Linked DNA regions of Capra hircus: region 2 is linked to region 1. Evidence: chromatin contacts called from public Hi-C data. All regions are on one chromosome and are shown on one strand. The core of a region is the stretch at or near the end of the contact, and the rest is flanking DNA. Distances in the headings are between cores, read along the strand shown. Region 1 has its middle 44 kb from the start of SRRM1. Region 2 overlaps CLIC4 (chloride intracellular channel protein 4).

Region 1 (4,461 bases), core at 677-3,176:
AGGAAGCGGTGGAGCTGGGATTCAGAGGCGGCTCCAGCGTCTCGGAGGCTGCCTGTGTTTTCCATCACACAGCACTCCCTCTTGGTGCTGACAGGAGCACAAGGGGGGAGCGGGGCGGGGCAGAACCGGGAATGCAGAGACAGGATCGCAAGAGACTGAACACTTGCTAGTTCTTCACAGTGGAAACTGACACAACACGGCAAAGCAACTAGATGCCAATAAAAATTAATAAAATAAATAAATTAGCTATCAGCTCAGTTCAGTTCAGTTCAGTCGCTCAGTCGTGTCCAACTCCTTGTGACCCCATGGACTGCAGCACGCCAGGCCTCCCTGCCCATCACCAACTCCCGGAGTCCACCCAAACTCATGTCCATTGAGTCGGTGATGCCATCCAACCATCCCATCCTCCGTGGTCCCCTTCTCCCCCTGCCCCCAACCCCCGCCCCTCCCCGGGCATCTGGGTCCTTTCAAATGAGTCAGCTCCCCACATCAGGTGGCCAAGGTATTGGAGTGTCAGCTTCAGCAACAGTCCTTCCAATGAATCTTCAGGACTGATCTCCTTCAGAATGGACTGGTTGGATCTCCTTGCAGTCCAAGGGACTCTCAAGAGTCTTCTCCAACACAACAGTTCAAAAGCATCAATTCCTCAGTGCTCAGCCTTCTCTATAGTCCAACTCTCACATCCATACATGACTACTGGAAAAACCACAGCCCTGACTAGAGATATATTTATACAGCATAGAGAATACAGCCAATAGTCTAAAATAACTTTACACAGAGTATAAGCTATACAATTCGGAATCACTATGCTGTACACCTGAAACTAATATTATACTGCAAATTGACTATACCTCACTAAAAAAAAAGGGTTTTCCTTGCAGCTCAGTTGGTAAAGAATCTGCCTACAATGCAGGAGACCTGGGTTCGATTCCTGGGTTGGGAAGATTCCCCTGGAGAAGGAAATGGCCACCCACTCCAGTATCCTTGCCTGGAGAATCCCATGGACTGTAGCCTGCCAGGCTCCTCTGTCCATAGGGTAGCAAGAGTCAGACACGACTTAGCAACTACACCACCACCACTAAAAAAATGGCCTCCCAGGTGGCGCTAGTGATAAACAACCTGCCTGCCAACACAGGAGACCTAAGGTATGTGGGTTCCATCCCTGGGTCAGGAAGATCCCCTGGAGAAGGAATCCCCCACTCAGACCGTGTGATTTTGTTCAGGGCCCTTCCCCTCTCCCAAAACCCACTTCAACATTCTTGTCTGAAGAATCCCATGGATAGTGGAGCCTGGCAGGCTACAGTCCATGGGGTCACAAGGAGTTGGATCTGACTGAAGCAACTTAGCACACACTGGGTGTGTGCGTGTATACACACACACACACACACACACACATACAGACAATAATTTGGAAAAAAGAAAGAAAGAAAGAAAACAATGCTATACACTTACTAGTTCTGTGGCCAGGGCAAAAATCTCCCATTTCACTGAGCCTCAGTTTCCTTTTCTTTAAAATGGGGCTAATGGTTCTCATCTGAATTGTGAGGACTTGGGGGGGGGGCGGTCGGGGGTGGGGAATATTCGTAGCAAGGGTGTGTAAGTGATTATCTCTTTTGTACTTCAGAGCGGTCTAAATGAAGAGACTGTTGTTTTTCTTAATCCCAGAGCAGGGGCTGGGCCAGGAAGTAGGCAGGCCGATCAGGGTGGGCCAAGTGTCCCAGAGAGGCTGTTTCCACACTTGGCGTCCACCAAGTCCCCTGGAAAGGAAGAGACAGGGCAAGAGGAAAGGCTCAAGCCCCGGATTCTTCTTTAGAACTTCCCTCCTCCCCGGGGCCTCCAGGGGAAGAGCAACTCTGAACTGTCACCACCGAGTTCCAGGCATTCCAAAGGGCTCAGCGGAGAGGAAGGCTGTCATCGCCAAGCCAGCAGCAGCCAGAGAGAGGCCCGGAAGGGCTGGCGGAAATCCAGGCCTCGCAGCCTCCGTCCTCGCCCAGCCCTTGTCTCACTGTCCTACCCGAGGCCCAGCCAGAGCCCAGTCCTCCCAAGAGGAGCCGCGGACCGAAGACCCCAGCAGTGATGGCCCGGCGCCCAACCTTCCCGAGCGGCAGCTTTAAGGGCAACTGGGATTTGGACTCAGGGCGCCCAGCTTCTGTTGTGGTCCAGTCCTCTCCCCTCTCTGGATCTCAGTGTCCCCGCTGTGGACCAGGAATGTCAGGGAAGGGCACCGCAGTCCTGGGGTGAAGTCAGAGGCCCTGCTCCCCTGTCACAAAGTGCCCCTCTCATCCTTTTTCCCAGGCTGCCCTCTGGGTCGTGGCCACAGTCCTCCAGCCCAGGGATTCCACGCGCACGCCAGCTTTATAATTCTGTATCTCTGATGCTTCCTGAATTCTAGGTCTGTCTTGCTCCCAGTTAGGCTGAGAGGTCCTTAAGGCTGAGAGTATGGGGGCCTGCTCGGTTCTCTGCTCCCCTCAGAGCCTAGCCCAGCACAGAGTGAACCTCAGGCCTCTTTACTGATTGTGCTGCTGGGCCATCCTGGGGGCCCCTGATGGACACTCAGTCCACTCCCAGAGCCTGCTGGAAAGAGTTCTGGCCACACAGAGGGGGCAATCCTGCCTTCTGACCGCAGCTGCCCCCACTCAGACTGCGTGATTTTGTTCAGCCCCCTTCCCCTCTCCCAGAAGCATCCATGGCTCTTTGAAACGTGCTCAATGGAGACCCAGGGAACACTGTGGCTCCAAGCAGAGTGAGCAGTGTGTATTCCTGGGTGGTGGGGTGAGGCCCAGGGCAGGAGCTGGCACTTCAGACCTCAACATCACCCTGCCCCCAGAGCTGCTCTGCCCTTCACTATTAATTTGTATGCATTGGGCAGACCTGGGATTTCTGTTGTGTGTGTGTGTTTAAGGCTTTCCCGGGGCAAAACTGATTCACAATAAACTGCCATATTTAATATGTATACACTTTTGGCCTTCTCTGATGGTCCAGTGGATAAGAAAGTGAAAGTTGCTCAGTTGTGTCCGACTCTTCATGACCCCATGGACTATACAGTCCATGGACTTCTCCAGGCCAGAATACTGGAGTGGGAAGACTTTCCCTTCTCCGGGGGAATCTTCCCAACCCAGGGATCAAGCCCAGGTCTTCCACATTGCAGGCGGATTCTTTACCAGCTGAGCCACAAGGGAAGCCCAAGAATACTGGAGTGGGTAGCCTATCCCTTCTCCAGCAATCTCCCCGGTCCAGGAATTGAATCGGGGTCTTCTGCATTGCGGGCAGATTCTTTTCCAGCTGAGCTCTCAGGGAATCCGCCCGCCAGTGCAGGCTGGGTCCCTGGTCTGGGAAGATCCCGTATGCTGTGGGGCAGCTAAGCCCATGCGCCACAAGTGTGGAGCCTCTGCTCTCGAGCCAGCGCTCTGCAACAAGAGAAGTCATCAAAATGGGAAGCTGGTGTACTGTAACAAAGACCCAGAGAAACCAAAAACAATAAAAAAAAAAAAAAGAAAGTGTACGCTTTGATAAGTTTTGACATATATGTACACGCAGGAAACCATCTACAATCACGAGGGAGGAGGTATCCATCCCCCTCAAAACTTGCCCCGTGCCCCTTTCCAGTTCCCCCTGTTACCCAAGAACCACCAATCTGCTTTCTGTCACCGCACATCAGTGGTCATCTTCGACATTTTTTTTTATGTAAATAGACTCACCCAGTACGGTCTCCTTTTTGTCTGGTTTCTTGCACTCAGCCTAATCCCTCTGAGGCTCATCTATGCGGGGACAGGTTATCAGTAGCCCCATTCCTTTTCAGGGCTGCCTGCTGTTCTGTTCTATGGAGGCACCACCGTTGTTAACCCACTGACCTGTTGATGAGCATTTGGGTTATTTCCAGTTTTTAGCTATTGCAAATGCATGTTCCTGCTATGAGTGTTCCAGTTCACGTGATTTTATCTGAAAAAGTTGCACTATTAAAAGAAACAAAAGAGCTAGGGGATTTCCCTGGTAATCCAGTGGTTAAGAATGTGCCTTGCAAAGCAGAGGATGCAGGTTTAGACCCCTGGTCTGGAAACAAACATTTCACATGCTGTGGAGCTGCTAAGCCCACACCACAACTTCAAAGTCCCTGTGGCACAACTAGAGAGTCCCTGCGCCACAGTGAAAGAACTGCAGGACGCGGCAAAGACCCCTCATGCGCCAATTAAGACCTGATGCCGCGAAATACATCAATGAGTGCATAAATAAATGGTTTAGTAGGTATTGCTGTTGTTCAGCCGCTAAGTCGTGTTGGAGTCTTTGCAACCTCATGGACTGCAGCATGCTGAGCTTCCCTGTCCTTCACCATCTCCCGGAGTTTGCTCATACTCGTGCCCACTGAGTCCATGATGCCATCCAACCATCTCATCCTCCGTCGTCCCCTTCTCCTCCTGCCCTCACTTTCCCAGCATCAGGGTCTTTTCCAATGAGTCAGCTCTT
Region 2 (4,856 bases), core at 1,467-3,966, 110 kb after region 1:
ACAAAGAGGTTTTCATGTGAACATTTCTGATTTAATCATGACAAATACAAGCTATTCTAGAGTTGTTTAGAATTTAGAGACTAATGAAAAGCTAAAATCAAGGAGTTTTTGCTTGTCTAGATAGCTATAGGTTTTAATGGAGAAACTGTCTTCTCTTCTGGGGTATTTCTTTCAGTTTCCCCCTTGCTTGAAAGAAGGAACTACTTTGCCACCCCCCACCCCGACCCCCACCAAAAGCTTTTTAAAAACTTTGAAATTTGGATTTTTAACTGAAGCAGGCTTGTATACTTGGCCCACTTACTGATAAAAGAAGAGAAGGATAGAGGAAACTAGATAATTTTGGAGAAAAGTTCTATAAACTGTTGTTAAGCCTTTTTTCTTTCTTTCCTTCTGTTTTAAGAGAAATAACAATGAAACTTGAATTTACAGGAGTAATTTAATAGACTTGTATTACCACCCTTTATTCTCATATTAACACAAGAAAGGAGAAAATGTCTGAGATTTTTCTTAAAGGATGGAAATATTCTTAGCTCAGTTCAGTTCAGTTCAGTCGCTCAGTCGTGTCCGACTCTTTGTGACCCCGTGAATCGCAGCATGCCAGGCCTCCCTGTTCATCACCATCTCCCGGCGTTCACTCAGACTCTTAGCTAGTCTACCATAAATACTAGTCAGGATGTGATACAGGATGTGAAAAAGGACTGATCTTAAATTCTCAATGCCCTGAATGTGCATGTCTGTTCTGTGATTGACACATAGCCTTTTATTAATCATTTACTTTCGTTAAATGTTAAAGTAAATGTTCATAATAGTTGAAAGGTATTGCTTAGTCAAGCAGTTTGCCAATACTACTACTAATGAATTATTAAAATCCAGTGTTTGGGGGAAATGCAGAATAGTTGACAACTGATTTTGGACCTAATGGTTTAGTATTTGATTTATCTTTTTGAACTTGATCTGTAATCAAACAAAAACAACAGCACTGGACTTGGGAACAGGAGATGTGAGTTTGATGATACTTTTATTTAATCCAGTGATTTGAGGGTAACTCTGTAAGTTTTCTGAAATATAATTTCCTTTTAGCAAAATGAGAGATTGAGGTTGAGTGGTCTCTTGTACCTATAGTATTGTATGCATTAAATTAATAATACAAGTTTAATAGTTTGTCTTAGAGAAGAATAGGGCAAGTTTCACCTGGTTTAGAGAACAGTAGTTTTTTGTTTTTTTTAAAGAGTTATATAGTATCTGTTTCCATGTAATAAAGGATACGCTGATTGCAAGTCCTACATTTTTACCTACTCATTAAGATAGGTCTCTGGTAAGTATGATTCTGTGTCTTTGTCTTTATAACCCCAGTACTTAGTACAACTTCTGACACATACCTAATTATTAGAATAAATAAATAGATGCATAAAATCAATATATAAATAATCTATAATTCAAATCTATTTCCCTGTAAGGTACTTTGAGAATTATGAAGTTTACTTCATTGGAAAAAGTAGGTACTCTTAAATATTGGTTGGGGAAAAGAAGAGTCAATTTGGAAACTTGGCTAGAGGAAGACATAGGTGTGCTGAAGAGGCGCTTTTGTTCCTTGCACCATATTTTCTTTGGAATGAGTCAATGAAGGTACTGTGTTATAAGTGGTGGAAATATTTAAACTACAGGCTGGTTATTTTTCATAGTCAAGGGAAATCCAGGGATGTTGAAGCTGGAATTAACTGTTTCAGCTCAGGCAGGGGGGAAAAAAAGGAGAGCGAGAGATTGAAAAAGTTTTCTGTAGTTAACAGGAAAAAAAACATGTTATATATGTATATATATAAACACACACATCACACACATATATAATATACATATACATACACTGAGGTGAAATTTATTTACTGTAATCATTCACTGAAAAGCTCATTATGTAGTTAATTTAACTTCTAATTATAAAGAACCTTTCAAGCTTAAAAATAGATGTTAAAAAGGAAATAACTTGAGCATATAAGTATTCAATAGATATTTTATATTCTCCTTCCCAGTATAGTACTATGTCTAATTTAGAAGATATCTTTTTTGAATTTAAAATGGTAAACATGAAAAATAAGAATATAAAAACTAGCCTGAAACTACAACTTTCAACTGGACTAAATTTTTTTCCTAAAAATTTTTTTGTTTTCAATTTAAAGAAAAGTGGCAAGAAAGCATCTTAAAATGCATGAATAAATCGGTTCAATAAAGCTAGTTCAATGTAAGATTTTTTTCCTGTTGTTTTACTGCCCCAGTCCATCTTCCAGGGAAGTTTTGCAGGGCTTTTAAGAAAAGAACAGTCTTTCCTAAGGTGGTGCTAAGAGTCTGAATTTCTCTAGTTCCGACGAGTTGCTGCACTCTGCTGAAGGGAGAAGTAAAGAATTGGGCTTTTTCATGTGTATTTTCCAATTTAAGGAAGAAATAAAAATTAAGTATGTGTATTTGAAATTTAAGTGTATAAAATACATGTGTGTGTGTCTTTTTAAAAAAGCTGTTGTGTCATGAAATGTCTCTTCTCAAAGTAGAAAGACTTTGTAATAACACAGCAGAGCACTTGTTAGCAAAATTCTGATGTCTTATTTTTCTGTTGCTCAGTGTCACCCTTACAGTATTTCGTATATGGGAAGCTTCGGAAAGTCTTGAATGTAGGGCTAAAGTGAATGATGGGCCTCCTGCTGTTCTTGTCCTTGACCTAGATTTGGCCAGTCCAGATTCTTTTCCTACTGCCAGGGTTCTGTGGCACTGTTGTGCACGGCTGGCTCAGTGCATGGCATACCAAAGATGTCTGTTTGGCATTCCTATCTGAGAAAGCTCTGCAGTTGAAATGTTGCTAGTGCAACTGAGGAAATGAGTTTTAACTTTATTATGATTAATTTAGATTCCTATTTGGATAGCCTCAAGTCGCTAACGGCTACCATATTGGACAATTCAGATATATAATATCTCCGTCAGCACAGAAAGTTCTCTTGGACAGTTCTGCTCTAGAGTTCTCTTACTAAGACGCCCATTGGCTTGGCACCACTCTCTGAACAAGTAGACTGTTTTCCCAGAATTTTAATTTATAAAATGAAGATGGGGTGCGGATGCCCTTTGGATGCCAAGAATACTAATATGTGAACAAAAGCACTGTGCAGAACTTTGTTTCCTAAGGAAAAAGCACATCTTAAAAATACTGTGGAAAGCTGATGATGGCATTTCTTAGAGTGATAACTGTTAAAAGACGTCTAGTAACTACTAGCACAATGGTTTGATTGAGAGAATTTATGCTAATGTATCTTTGGAGGCTCTATAATCCATTATTACATTTTTCATTTAGGTACTTAAAGCTTTCACCAAAACACCCAGAATCAAATACTGCTGGAATGGACATCTTTGCCAAATTCTCTGCATATATCAAGAATTCAAGGCCAGAGGCTAATGAAGGTAAAAAAAAAAAAAAAACCCAAGTGGTTGAATTAGCAGTGTAGAACCAGTCCCTCCTACCTACCCCCCAAAAAACCTCCAAAACTAAACAAAAAAGAGGAACAAAGATCAGAATACCCTATTATGACAATGATTATAAATGATTACTTTGGAGGCCATTCCTTAAAGTGTTAAAAACTAGCTTTCAGAGTTGATCAGAGATTTGGTGATAAACCAGAGTAAGTCCTAACATTGTTCTTTTTCTCTGTTTCTTGTTGATTAACTATGCCTAGCATAAAGTGGGTGTGTGATTAAATGTTTATTGAATGAATTTGTTCTTATATTCTTCTGAGAAGTTACCATGAAGGGAGCTATACAGAAAATTACACTGTCTCAGAAACAATGGATTGGGTGGTTGTAGTGGTTGGAATAGATTGATAAAGCTTAACTTAAACTATTACTGAAGCTTTTGTTTATTGTTGAGTGCCAGGAACCTAAAGTCAGCCTGGGTGGATTTTTGTGCTGATTACCCTAATGAGCAGTTTTTGAAGTTGCTCTAAGAGAGCATTTGGACACACCAGCCTTGGAAAGATCTCTGTATCCTAAAACTAAGGTTTTCCCTTCAAGTCCTATTTTCCTGGTGAGAGTGGTTTGTGTAATACAGATGCTACCTCCTTCTTTTATTTATTAAAGGACACTGTCTTATTTCATTTAGCAAACTTACATATAGTAAAAGGGAAGTCTCTTTAGAAGAGGTGCCATTGAATGAACCTTGTCCTAACTACACCGTTCAGTTGCTTCCCCTTTTCTTCTCTTTGGGATGTTAAGCATTGTTCTTTTTGCCAAAAACTATATATAGAGAGAGCATTTAGTTCAGTTCAGTTCAGTCTCTTAGTTGTGTCCGACTCTTTGCGACCCCGTGAATCGCAGCACACCAGGCCTCCCTGTCCATCACCGTCTCCCGGAGTTCACTCAAACTCAAGTCCATCGAGTCGGTGATGCCATCCAGCCATCTCATCCTCTGTCGTCCCCTTCTCCTCCTGCCCCCAATCCCTCCCAGCATCAGAGTCTTTTCCAATGAGTCAACTCTTCGCATGAGATGGCCAAAGTACTGGAGTTTCAGCTTTAGCATCATTCCTTCCAAAGAAATCCCAGGGCTGATCGCCTTCAGAATGGACTGGTTGGATCTCCTTGCAGTCCAAGGGACTCTCAAGAGTCTTCTCCAACACCACAGTTCAAAAGCATCAATTCTTCGGCACTCAGCCTTCTTCACAGTCCAACTCTCGCATCCATACATGACCACAGGAAAACCATAGCCTTGACTAGAAGGACCTTAGTCGGCAAAGTAATGTCTCTGCTTTTGAATATGCTGTCTAGGTTGCTCATAACTTTTCTTCCAAGAAGTAAGCGTCTTTTAATTTCTTGGCTGCAGTCACCATCTG

What was found. Hi-C and Micro-C count contacts between places; a contact is called where the count stands out from the background.
Region 2: a contact with region 1 is called in a Hi-C map of blood, with 6 times the contacts expected there. The contact joins two enhancer-like sites. A contact is called at or near these places in 3 of 5 Hi-C or Micro-C datasets (blood and liver).

Annotation. Positions count from the first base shown.
Region 1 is chr2:7,695,520-7,699,980 of ARS1.2, forward strand. No RefSeq gene overlaps it. Among named protein-coding and RNA genes, the nearest start is that of SRRM1, 44 kb to the left of the region's middle. Within about 2 kb of position 1,927, at least 4 of the 5 cell types and tissues checked have an H3K27ac peak or open chromatin away from gene starts, as enhancers often do.
Region 2 is chr2:7,808,150-7,813,005 of ARS1.2, forward strand. CLIC4 (chloride intracellular channel protein 4) reads left to right here. Exons shown (of 6, transcript XM_018055974.1): 4 at 3,329-3,435. Among named protein-coding and RNA genes, the nearest start is that of CLIC4, 59 kb to the left of the region's middle. Within about 2 kb of position 2,717, at least 1 of the 5 cell types and tissues checked has an H3K27ac peak or open chromatin away from gene starts, as enhancers often do.